Regions from separate parts of the Sus scrofa genome. Here region 2 is linked to region 1. Evidence: chromatin contacts called from public Hi-C data. All regions are on one chromosome and are shown on one strand. The core of a region is the stretch at or near the end of the contact, and the rest is flanking DNA. Distances in the headings are between cores, read along the strand shown. Region 1 has its middle 40 kb from the start of LRRC8D. Region 2 has its middle 17 kb from the start of LRRC8B.

Region 1 (6,671 bases), core at 3,088-5,587:
AACTGGATACAATCTGCAGCCCATACACGGGGTTATTCTCCACCAACCTTTGGCTGCCGCCATAAAATTCAGAGTCGAAGCTCCCCTGGAAGCATCAGGAGCGGACAAAAGCAGTCAAAATCCCCACGTTCTGGGGCAAAAGCTTTGGATAAGCAGGCCTTCTTATCCAATGCTTCTCTAGCAACGTTTGCAGCGGCCTGAGGTGCTGGCCATCGCAGAGCCCGCGTAACTCATTTCACGAAAGGCACACACGTACCTGAGCCTGGCCAAGGAAGAGAGAGGTCAGAGATTTCTTGAACTCATCTGGAGCCAATTACGGATAAGGACAGAGAGGGAAACGGGCTCCCTGCATCTGGTGTTAAGGTGAAATGAAGGTTGACGTGTCAACTGGCTCGGTCACTGGCTGGACATAGGACAACGGCTCGGAGAACTAGAGTCGGGACTTGGGGGTGGGTGACACCGAAGGAAAGGGTGTAAGGACAGGAGGGTGCCAGGCTGAGATAGGAAGAGAACTGGAGCCGAGATGAGAGCAGGGAGGGCACGTTTGAAGGCTTTCATCAAAACATCCCTCTACTGCACCACCCCTGCATCTCCTGCCCCCCCGAACAGCTCCTGGTGGTGCTGGGGAGAGACGTATTTACAATCACCCCTCCTTACTCAGTCCTCCTCCTCTGGCCAAGCGGAGGGGTGAGCCTCACTTTTGCTGAGGGAGACTCTCGGTTCTCACAGACCCAAGAGGTACAACCTGTTTCTCTGAAGACCCTCTATTGTGTTTTTCTAAGACAACGTACGAGTGAAGATGCTACCAGGGGCTCTAAAGAGGCCAATGTAAAGCCCTGAGTCTGCTGAGAAGGAAGAAATCTTTCCTTTATGCTTCTAGGTTCTTCTGGCTGGTCTAAGACCAGTTGACATGAGACGAAAACAAGGGAAAAATCAAACTTCGCTTCATATGTAGAGGAACCCCACAGTCTTTAAGAGGTTCAAAGACAAAGATAAAATGAGGTATGTATGTCATCCTGAGCCAAGGAAGGGGACGGCGACCAAGGTCGGGAGGGCCCTGCACAGGACAGTAAGAAGAGCAGGTCTCTGGCAATTAGATCTTTGCTCAGCCACGGAGATAAAACTTATCTCTGGTAATGACTCTTTTCTGGGGAAAGCCTCCGAGTTAAATTCTTCTAGGGAGCTAAGGGGAGGGCAATGACTTCTCTTGAACCAGCAGGGTCTCAATTGCCTGTAGCTCAAAATAATCTTCACTTGAAAGTGACACATTTGGAGGAGACGCATTCTGAACCCCCACAAGTCTGACTAAATTCCAGGGTTCTGGGGTAGAACAAAATTTATGAGACTCTTATACCAACTATAGCCCCCAACTTTTCCACATAGATACTCTTCTCTGTAAAACAGAAAAGAGATTGTATTGGCTGGAAGTCAAAATAAACCCTAGGTAGCAGTTCCTGTTGTGGCTCAGTGGATCCATGAGGACGCAGGTTCGATCCCTGGCTGGCTCAGTGGGTGAAGGATCCGGCATTGCCATGAGCTGTGGTGTAGGTCACAGATGTGGCTCAGATCCTGAGTTGCTGTGGCTGTGGTGGAGGCCGGCAGCTGTAGCTCTGATCTCACCCCTGGCCTGGCAACTTCCATAAGACTTGGTTGTGGCCCCCCTCCCCAGAAAAAAATTTTTTTTAAAGATACATCCTTTTGCACCATGTTTCAAGGCGTATGTTCTATGGACCACCTAACTTAGGATTTTAGGGTGAGGAGTGACAGGGGAGGGTTTGGTAAAATGCAAATTCCTGCGCCTCACTCCAGAAATTCTGATTCCATAGATTTGGGCGGGGCTTGAGAAATCTGCATTGAAAACAAGCCCTTCAGGAGGGTTTTTTTTTTTTTTCTTTTTCTACTAAAAATTGAGAACTCCCACTGCTGTTCATTCTAGCAAACTATCAAGAAGAGCCACATTAGACATAAAACTACCTGGGACTGCGCCAACTCGTGCCCTGAAGGGGCAAGCATACAACAGGGAATATTTATTTATTTATTTATTTATTTATTTATTTATTTATTTTTTGGTCTTTTTGCTATTTTTTGGGCCGCTCCCGCGGCATATGGAGGTTCCCAGGCTAGGGGTCAAATCGGAGCTGTAGCCCCCGGCCTACGCCAGAGCCACAGCAACGTGGGATCCGAGCCGCATCTGCAACCTACACCACAGCTCACAGCAACGCCAGATCGTTAACCCACTGAGCAAGGGCAGGGACCGAACCCGCAACCTCATGGTTCCTAGTCGGATTCGTTAACCACTGCGCCACGACGGGAACTCCAACAGGGAATATTTAAACAAACAGCAAACAGGAAGTGTTCTGACAAATTTCTGAGAAGAAGAGACTGCTCTCGAGATTTATTAGGGTGCGGGTAAAGCGATGAAGTGTGCCCTTCCTGCTGCGCGTGCACACACACACACACACACACACACACACACACGTATACAAGTGTAAGGAGAATGTTCTGTCTATGGAGAGATTTGGAAAAAGATCTTGGAGTTCCCGCAGTGGTGTCTCTGCAGCCGTGAATGCAGGTTCGATCCCCAGCTCAGCACAGTGGGTTAAGGATCTGGCATTGCTGCAGCTGCGGCTCAGGTCACAACTGCAGCTCAGATCTGATCCCTGGCCTGGGAACTCCATATGCCACGGGGCAGCCAAAAAAGGGGAAAAAAGAAAGAAAGGTGTCACAGCCCTGTGTGAGAGGGCCCTGTCCCCTCTGGGGATGGGTCCCCAGGGGCTGTGAGGGCCCTGATCTCTGAATGCAGGACAGGCACGGGGGCGCTCTCTCCCCAGCGGAACCCGGGTCTGGAAGCCTGCTGAGTCGAGCCTGTGGGATACCCCCACACACACCCACATACGGCCCCCAGCGTTGTGAGGGGGCAGCCCGCCTAGGGGCCTCTGGCATCCCCTTCCACCCCCATCCTTCCCACCCACTTGCACAGAAATACACACACAGGTCTGGAAACAGAAGCAGCTCCTTCTCAGGCATCCAGCAAATAGCCTGCGCCTCTGCCTCCACGGTCCCGCTTCCAAACCACTGCGGGGCGCAGAGGTGAGCCCAGGACCAAGCCAGGTGACTAAGCGCAGACATGGGTCAGAGCCGGGGCCATCTGAGCAGCTGCTGAGTAAGAGGGCTGTGACCTCATCTCTGGGAAACCGGGACCGGGGCCAGCCTGACAAAGACAATGAGCAAACCGCCCAGGGGACCGTGAGGCAGGTCATGGTCAGCCCATCAAAAAGCCAAGCGGCCCCCCGGTAAGACCCAGAGCAGCACAAAGAGATGCCGGCCCGGCGGGGTCCCCACCATCTGGGCCCGGGTCGGAGGCTCTTCTCCTGACCCAGGCGCCTGGGCTTCTGGTGGCTTTTCCTGCCGCGGGGACCGCCAGCCCTCCACACCACCTGGTCCCTGGGTTTTCCATGCTTGGCCCGTTTGCTTCTATTGCATGACCTCTTTGTCAACACTGATAGCAGCTCATTAGAGCTGAAGCCCAGACTCCAGTTCACTTCCGTTCACCTCATTATTTCTTTCTTTTTTGGGCCAAAGCCAAGCAACAAACATTCACATTCTCCCTGCAGGGCAGGCGCACAGACCCAGGCGACATGCTCACAGGCGCACGCTCACATGCACACTCGCATGCACACTCACACTCTGCACCCACAGGTGTACACACTCACCCACGCACACACGTATGCACACGTGTACTCACTTCTACACACACTCACACATATGCATCCACACGTGTGCACACCCACACCCACATGTGTAATCACTTCTATACATACAGATATGCACCCGCACGTGTGCACACGCACTCACCCACCCCCACACACATGCACACTGTGTTTGCACTTCCATACACACTCACACTCTACATGTGTGCACGCACTCACACTCAGCCATACATAAATTCAGACACACACCTCAACCCTGGGGCAGGAAGATGAACATGACTGCTGGCCCAGTTGAGCGGCCAGGACAAGCCGGGGAATGACGTTCAGAATCTCCGGAGCCCCGAGCCCCGGGCCAGGGCCCGCCAAGGGCCGCCGATGGGGTTTTGCAGGCAGCTGCCCCGCTCCCGCCCTCTGCTCCCGCGCCTGCGCTCGGTACTGCCCCGCTCCATCTTGGGCCCCGTTTCCAGCGCTGTCAATCAAGTGGGAGCCCTTCCAAGTTTCCGTGTCAGTGATGATCAACCGTTCTAAACCCCAGCTCCCCCAGGCGCTCCGGGCCAGCCTGACCGGGACGTGAAACTGCAGAGCCGCCCTCCCCGGGGCGCGGCCGGCGAGGCGGGGACGCCCTCTAGCGGCCGTGGCTGGTGTGGCAATGGACTTTGAGGGCGCGGGGACCCGGGCGTCCGCTCTCCGGGAGGACTCGGAGGGAACACGAGGTCAAAACCCTGGGCAGCCTCACTCCGCCCTCCCGATCGCCCCCAAAGCTCCCGAGGCACCACGTCCTCTCCGGCCGCACTTCCCAACAGCTCTCCGGCTGCCGCCAGCCCAGCTCCGGCCTCGTCACCGTCCCCGGGCGGAGCTCTGCGGCAGGGAGGGTCCCCTCCCGGCTTCTCGGCTCCATCTCCTGGGTCCGGTCCCTTCCACCCTCGCTGCCAGACCCGCGCTCCAGACGTTCGTCGTCCTCTGCTGTGTTCTGTGAGAGTCTTCCTCGCTTCCCGCCGTCGAAAGCGCTGAGCCTCAAAAGGGGGGCGCCCCTCCTGGAGAGGCACCGGCTCTGGACAGGGGAAGGCGGGTCCACATGGGGGGGCGGGGGGCGGTGTGGACGCTCTTCCCCCAGACTGGCTCGGGCTGAACCACTCTTCCTGGGGTGCATTGTCTTGGGGATGGAGGACACAAGTCCTCCCGGCAAAAGTGCAATCATCTCGGCCGTAATCTGACCTCCAGTTTCCCTTCTAGCCTTCGCACTACAGCACTACGTCGCGGTGAAGGGCTGGGACTGGACTGTCTGGGTCAGAACCCCAGGTCTACAGCTTACTAGCTTTGTCACTGCAGGGTTTTACCTTCTTTACAAAGCTGTTGAGGAGATAGTGAATGAGATCAACCAGCGCTTTTTTTAAATTTTATTTTAGGGGTGCACCTTTGGCATATGGAGGTTCCCAGGCCAGGGGTCCAATCGGAGCTGTAGCTGTCAGTCTACACCACAGCCACAGCAACGCCAGATCCAAGCCACATCTGCAACCTACACCACAGCTCACGGCAACGCCGGATCCTTAACCCACTGAGGGAGGCCAGGGATCGAACCCAAGTCCTCATGAATTCTAGTTGGATTCGTTAGCACTGAGCCACAACGGGAACTCCTGCACTTCAGCTCTCGACACTGGATTGACCTGGAGTGTCTTCTGTCTCCTGATACCGAGACCTCACTGTTGTCCCAAGCCCGGCTCAAATCTCACCTGCTTAGGGACTGACACGCTCCTATTGGACCTGTCCCTTCACACATCCTGTATCGTGAGCGGAAACAAATACCTTCTGTTTTTAATTCTATCAGTGTAGTTGATTTACAATGTTCTGTCAACTTCTGCTGTGCGGCGGTTACCCAGTCATACATATATGTATACATACCTTCTTAAACATACACACTCTGCGGCAGTGTACCATATAAGTCAACATACTGATCTCTAGTACAGTATTTTGTTTATTGTTTTTGTTTCTTGTCAAAATGTTTACGACCATTTTGAAAAATTAAGAAAAATCCTTGTAATGTGTATTCATGTGTTACTGGCTTAGTTACTTGATTTTTTTTTACATTTTCCTTCTCGCCATAGGTGGATTGCAAATGCCATGGGGACAAGAGCTCGGTTTTATATTCTCCATAGACCATGTCTAACGTAATACCTTCACCATATTAGCTACTGGTGAACACTGCCTTCATTTAATTAATAAGCAAGTGCATCTTTTATAACAACAATAAGGTATGTGTTTGTCTCTTGAGGCGATTTTCCAGTCATCATCTTATGCATCCCTGAGAGAAAAGCAAAGCTTAGGCCTCGTTCATGAGGATTTCCTTGTTGGCACAAAATCCTGCAAGCACGTTGTGGTATTCATGCTTAAGGTATATCCCCATAACAAATGGAAAATGATTGGCGTCCAAAAGGGCAGGGGGTAAATTTTTTTAAGTATGCTTGTTCCATGTTTATCCACAACTTTTTTTGGACTTTAGCCTATAAATTTAATTCTGCACCGAGTCTAAAACACTGTTACTATAAATTTCAAAAATAATTGGTATCCCATGAGGAGATGTCACTGCATATCTAGTAGAATGGCTCAAACAAAAAGTGAAATGGACAATATCAAGGGCTGATGAGGACGCAGAGAGCCACCGTAACTCTCATACGGTGTTGGCAGACCTGCCAAATGGGGCAGTTACTTTAGAAAGCAATCTGGCAGGTGCTTATAAAGGTAAACAAACAATAAGCATGTAAACCAGCAAACCCATGCCGAGATTTTTACCCTGGAAAAATACAAAATGCAGTTATGCTCATACTCCCAAAAAAAAACCCAAAACTATAGACTAAAGGTTAGAGTCTATAAGGATAAAGAACAGATCAGTGGTTGCCAGGAATCAGGGGTGGGGTAGTGTTTGCCTAAGATGCAGCAGAAGAGCAGTGGCGGGGGGACAGAAAT
Region 2 (6,671 bases), core at 1,422-3,921, 230 kb before region 1:
GACTCAGGTGACTCCAGCCTGGCAGACCGGGACTGAAGCCACATGAGAAACTTTCAACACCACCACCCACCTGCGCTTTCCACAGATGTATGACCCCCCGAAACTGTGAAACAATAAATAAGGGTGTTGTTTTCAGCTGGTGAGCTTCGAGATTGCTTTGAACTTAGCACTAGATGAGAAATACACTGACATATGCTGAGTCAGATGGACACATTTCATAGAAGCATACATGAACCACAGACTGGGACTCTCCTGGTTTTCCAGGTTTTGGGGAATTTTTTTCTAAAAAAGATCTTCCAAAAATAGATGATGTGCCTTTCCTACCATTTCTGATGTAACTCTCTGACTTTCCACGGCTAACAAAACCAAAAGGATAATTCAGTCCAAAAGTTCCCTTGGCTCCTTTCTTTTTCTCCATATAACAGAGACTCACCAAGGACTGTGAAATCAAGAAATCCTATCGCGGAATCCAGAGGTCACTCCTCCCACCAGCAGACTGGACAGAACCTGCGATTCTAGGTCATTTCAAGGACACATCTGTGGAGATGCTGTGGCAAGAGATGGGGCGTGGTAGAAAGTAACCACTGGCATTTATAAATCCTTTGTTTTAAGAATGGTTTGTAAGTTGTTTTAAACAGATTCCATCCTTACTAATTAGCATAAGAGTGGTTTCCGCATCTTACTGATAAGGAGCCTGGGAAACTGCTGCTCACCCACTTACTGCCAGAGCCAAATAGAAATACCTATATCTGCTTGACTTAAATTTAATAAACATTTATCGAGGTTCCTCAATATCCCAAGTACTATTCCAAATTTTGTCCTTGTGCTTTGGCAGGTACCAAAAACACAAGGAAAACATAGGTATGTGTCCACATTCTCCAGGATCTTAAAGTCTAGTACGTGTCAACGCAACATGTCTTGAGCAATGATGTCGCGGGAAGGGGACCCCTTCCAGGACCGAGCGTGGGCTCTCATCTAACGCTCGGAAGTGAACGTCCCAGGAGACGCACGTGCTGATGAGGTAAGAGACTCTATTGGGACTGGACACCCGGTGAGCGCAGCAGGGGAGGGAACCCAGGAGAGCCGCTCTGCCACGTGGCTCGCTCGGCTCGTGCTCTCGGGTTTTATGGGAATGGGGTCAATTTCAGAGTTGCCTCTGCCCAGGGGCCTTGCTCAGCCTGGTCTGGCTCAGGGTCCTTCTGACGCTGTGCACACACCTCTCAGCCAAATGGATGCCAGCGCCAAGGACCCTAGGAGGCGGTGGTCTCCTCTTCCCACGGCCCCTCCCAAACCCCCAGTTAGTCTTCAGGACCGCACCGTGTTCCTTAGCAGGGCCTCCTGTTGTGAGACCACTCATGCCAGTGGCTGCTACCGAGCCTGGCCAAGGTGGGCACTTCCATCAGCAGCCCCCGAACAACGATAGAGGTGATTTAGCAAGACCTGTGGAAGCAACGGGGAGGGGCACTTCCCCAGTTCTCTTATGATCACGTTGACTGGGGGGAAAAAATGCACAGCCTAAAAGTCAAAAGTTATGTTTTATTTGGTGGACAACTCTGAGGACTTAAGCCTGGGACACAGCACCTCAGATAAGTCTGAATGCAGCTCGGGGAGGGGGCGGGTGTGCGGGATGTATGCGAGTTTTGCAACAAAGACCAGGTAATCCAAACATCATAAATTGCTGAAAGTTAAAAACAACTGGATGCCTCGGGTTAGGAAATGGACTGTTTTTCTGTGCATGGAGAGATGCAGCAGTCCGGGCTCACCGAAATCTTTCCTTTGCTGGGCACCCAGCTCTCTGGGCCAGCATCCTGTGCCTCCTCATCCTGAGTCTCTTGGGGTGCCCTGGCGGGGGTGGCTGCCACCACTGACTGCTGGATGGCGGGCATTCTGTTCCAGCCGCGCTCCCTCAGGGCTCACCACTGGGGAGGCTGTAAGGAGATGGCCTGACGGCTGCAACATCCTTTGTTTACTGATAGGGGAGGCTGCATTTTTCATTCACAATCAAGAGCTGCCTGGGTGTGGAACTCTAAGAATAAATAAGGATCCTTATTTTTCCCACTGATTTTACAGTCCCATGAGCTCTCAATTCCCTGTATTCTCAACATAAATGATTGAGACACTCATTTGACTGATACATTTTGTGTGCCGATGATATAGGACATCGAATTGGAAATTTTGTCTCGTGCATCACAACACAACAGAGGTTTAATTCCAACGTGAGCTGCCAGACCGCATATACATTTTCAAACAAAATGATGAGACCCAGTCTTGGTACCTTTAAAACCTCTGCCCAGGTTATAATGCTATTAAAGGTTGTGAGCAGACCGAGAGGGTGGAATTATCAAGAAATGGTACCTATTGAAAAGAGCTTTGACCTTTGCTCCAATGAGGCGAGGACCTCCTGAAGGAGACTTTGGGAGGCTCCGTCTGTGCTCCCTGCTGTTGTGGAAATAAGCTGGGCTGGGCTGTAACAAGGCCGAGGACTGTGGCCTGGTGCGATGGCCACTGGCCTGAGGTATCAGGCAGCGACATCCCTAGAACTTGCCGCTGCTGGCTCATCAACAGATGGATGGACGGTAGGCGCTCATCCTGGAATTATTTCAGAAGTGCTCCCATCTGTTCAAATAGGGCTTTGCCGAGAGGGCAAGAGGTCCCAGCAGAGCCTGGGCTTGGGGTGCACTCCTGCCAACCCAGATGCTAAGAGGAGCCGGTGGTCAGTGGACGAGGGGCATGGCCCACTCTTCAATGGTTGAGGTCAGAGGGGCCCCCCAGGTGACCTGTCAGAGAATCTAGGATGGTCCCAGAGAGGAAGTCGGCTTTAAACATCAGCCAGGTCCAGGGAGGAAAGAGACAGAATGAAAGTACTGGTTAAGTGGGAGTTCCCTGGTGGGCTAGTGGTTAGGATTCGGTGCTTTCACCACCTGCGACCTGGGTTCAACCCCTGGTCCAGGAACTGAGATCCCACATCAAGCTGCAGTACACCGTGGCCAAAAAAAGGAAGACTCGTTAGGTAAGAACTTTCTGGTACCTTTCTCCTTGTCCCTCTGCGACTGCTTATAAGGGACGAGCAACCCATAGTCCCTCCCTGAGAAGGCTGCAAGGAGGCAGCTAGGGACACAAGGGCAGAGGAGAAGGGGAGGATTCTCTCCTCCAAATGAAAACTGAACTTGAGCCTAGACAGCCTAATTTCCGCGTCGAGCTCTGTTGTGCAAGTTAAAGCAACCATGGGACTTTCTGTTGTTAAATCCCCTTGAGCTTTTATCCAGCAGCAGGAAAAACATTTATCTTGTTGAAGACACTTTAAAATGACAGTGGGAGGCAAAAACAAAATTGCTGTTATTCTTACATCCTTCAAACGATGCTTATTCAATAGACCGGTTCTATTTATTATGGTGGCAATATCCTCCAGGCTAGATTACAGAGAAAACACAGGAATTTAAATGGAAAACTGCATTGCAATCACGAAGAGGTATGATTATAAATAATAGCCACAATGCCTTACATTTAAAAAGACTTTTAAACAAACTTAAACATCAGCTGTGCATCTATTTTTCATCATCTCTGTGAAACCTCACAGTAGGAACCGAATAAGATATTAAACACCATATCAGGATATCTATACATACGTAGCCATCTCACCTCTCGAGGTTTATAGGTCGAATCTATACTCATAAAATAATAGATTTATAAAGGATGCAGTTCAGCCTGGTTCCGTATCTCTACAGCTCTCCCCACCCAGAATCACTGGGTCTGGATCCAGGTCCCTGGGCCCCAGCCCCACGTCTCCAAACTCCACGTGGCTCCCCTTATTCTGAATCTGATGCTGAGGCAGGGCCCCTCTTCTGGTATCTGGAGCTTCGCTGCATTCCCAAGTTTGGGCGTCTCCCTCCGAGTCTTACGGTTGGCTTCTGCTCATCTCCAAAATTTGGATCACTTGCTATATTGCAGTTTATTCCCAGGACTTCCTCTAAAGGTCCCTTCCAAAGACTTGGAGGCCCGTCCTAGGATTCGGCCTGGGGAACCGAGCCTTCCTACCCCTTGACAAATCTCCCAGTCTTCACAGCCACGTCTTGCTCAAGCGCCTGAACTCCCGGCTACACCACCTTCAATTCTGTTACCTACTATTTGCGTGATTGAATCTGACCGAGCCCTCAGAAAGTCAGAAATCACGCTTACCTGACAGCCTAAACCTCCAGCCCAGGACAGGAATCCAGTGGCAGCTCCTCTGTGGGTGGGTTTACAGCCAGTCCTGGCCCTCCCATGAGTCTCTTCTCATGGAAAGAATTGACATGCTCTACCAAATTCCAAGAAGAGTAACAGTTAACATTTATGAATATGGTACTAAGTTCCGGTCACTGCATGAAGATTGTATTACTCTGTTTATTCCTTACAAGAGCTCCACGAGGTAAGTACTGTTGCTTTTTACAAATGAGTAACTCAAGGCAAACCCTGGCGAGACAACCTGCCCAACGCTACTTCCCCACAAGCAGCAGACACCAGGCTTGAGCAGCTAAGTGAGGGTGCAGGGAAGCAGCTCGGGATAAGCAGGGGAAGACCTGAGAGTCGAATGCACACCCCTTCACCGGGAAATAAAGCAGGAAGCTGATCTAGGAGGTGACACAGGGAAACTCTCCCCCCCGTAGAAGAAGATGGCTGCGAGCATGTTAGAAAAAGGAACGACAAGTGAGAACAAATGACTGACTGTGTTGGTACACAGGTGAGAAGAACGAGGAAGGGGAAAGAAAACATTGGATCGGCTCTCTGGGCAGCTGGACAGCACTTGGCAGGAGACACAGCGAAAAAGAGTGGTTTGGGGAGGAGAGCCTCTGGTTGCCAAAACCCTGGAGAGGGAAGGAAGCCTGCACTTAGTCCTGGTTGGACAAGAGCTGGAACTGCTCCAAAGGGCTGCGGGGAGCATTGGTCCCACGCGGAGCATTTAACTCTCCGTCCAGGAGGGTTTTCCTACCGCCTCTTGGGAAAGAAGGCGTGGCATTGCTATTGGAGTCCAACCAAACTCCGGTCCATGGATTCTAGGCTCCACCACGGACGGACTTTGAGAAGATAACTAGTGTTTCTGAGTCTCAGTTTCCTCCCTTATAAAATGGGAATCTTTCTGCCTCCCCTGCAGGATTATGATGCTGATGCGAGAGACGTATGCCAATAACCACTGCAGGGCAGCACAGATGCTTGGCACACACCGAACAGAGGTACCATTGTGATTTGTGAGGAGCTGCAGGGAAAGACCTTCACGAGGCCAAGAAAAGGCCTGCGAGCTGTATTCCTAGTTCCTAGCAGAGTTCCTGGCACAGATAGGCAATCAACAAACATGTGTTGTGTCAATAAAGGAGTAAAACGATAAATAAATGAATCTCAGTGTTTTCATCTTAGGGCCCAGAATACAGCTACTTGCCTAAGAGAGGGCAGCAGATGTGCTCACTCCTGAGTGTCATCCCAAGTCCTGTCATTCTCTGTGTCCCACAGGGCCACAGGGCTTCAGGGTCTTGGCAGGCGCTGAGACAGGGGCCAGAACTGCTACTACTCTGGCAGGCTGGAGGACACACTGATGCCTTTTTTTTTTTTTTTTTTTTTGGTATTTTTTATTTTTAGGGCCGCATCTGCAGCATATAGAAGTTCCCCAGCTAGGGTTTGAGCTAGAGCTACAGCTGCCATCCACAGCCACAGCAGCGTGGGATCCAAGCTGTGTCTGCAAGGTACACCACAGCTCACCCTTAATCCACTGAGCGAGGCCAGGGATCGAACCCACATCCTTGTGGATACTAGTCAGGTTCATTACCACTGAGCACGATGGGCACTCCCAATGCACGGATGGTTTTAATACACAGGATTCATGCAATGTACTAGATGTCCCATCCAGGCCACTTCAGAATTTTCATGTGTCTAGAGAGTATTTGTCCAGGCTTTGCTCTTACTCTGGAGGTAGGGTGGATGAAGAGAAGGATAAACCAGTCATTTCACTGCCTGGATCCCTCAGCTACCTGAGTAACCTCTTGGTCCATGGCCTCACGGTGGCCTAAAGCTACTAAAGGACATAACTTGAATACAGATACTGGAAGTTCTGCAGAAGCATAGATGTGACATGACTACTTTGCAAATAAATTGAAATTGGAGAGAAGCAAGAGAAGGAGTTCCAGGAGTAGGCAGGGTGGATTAAAGGAAAGTCAGTACGGAATGAAATCACACAAGAAAAATGTTAGAGTCATGTGGCAAAAATCCTTCACCGCATTCTGGGAGATTGGCTATGCTCACTCCATATCAAGAATGTAATAAAATACAGCATTGTGATGGGCCAGAGATTTTGAACCCTGTGATTTTTTTTTCATAGAGAAGGAACAAAGAATTAGCTATACTGAGGGCATTTGAAGAGTATTTGAAACTAGCAAACGATGCCAACTCGCAGGGCAATTAATAAAATGTCTGAAGCCAGCAACACGGAGGGGAAACCAGATGCCTTCAGGGCCCCGCCCTTTGTGTGAGAGCTGAAGCCCCAGAGCCAAAACGAATACTAATGAAGAGAGCTGACTATCAAAATAGATGACTGGCGCTATCCTGGGGTAGTTGGTTCCGTTCCAACTCAAGCAGCAGACCAATCTGTGAGGCTCTAAGCTCTTTCTACAGCCTGGCACCAGGCAAAAATAGCCCATCTGTACTGC

The links. Hi-C and Micro-C count contacts between places; a contact is called where the count stands out from the background.
Region 2: a contact with region 1 is called in a Hi-C map of omental adipose tissue, with 2.0 times the contacts expected there. The contact joins two enhancer-like sites. A contact is called at or near these places in 18 of 47 Hi-C or Micro-C datasets (adipocytes, alveolar macrophages, blood and 11 more) and 1 of 2 datasets of contacts at active chromatin or transcription factors (alveolar macrophages).

The regions. Positions count from the first base shown.
Region 1 is chr4:126,920,422-126,927,092 of Sscrofa11.1, reverse strand. No RefSeq gene overlaps it. Among named protein-coding and RNA genes, the nearest start is that of LRRC8D, 40 kb to the right of the region's middle. Within about 2 kb of position 4,337, at least 39 of the 83 cell types and tissues checked have an H3K27ac peak or open chromatin away from gene starts, as enhancers often do. A contact at or near this core is called in omental adipose tissue, where this site is marked.
Region 2 is chr4:127,150,036-127,156,706 of Sscrofa11.1, reverse strand. It overlaps the pseudogene LOC106510236. Among named protein-coding and RNA genes, the nearest start is that of LRRC8B, 17 kb to the right of the region's middle. Within about 2 kb of position 2,671, at least 4 of the 83 cell types and tissues checked have an H3K27ac peak or open chromatin away from gene starts, as enhancers often do. A contact at or near this core is called in omental adipose tissue, where this site is marked.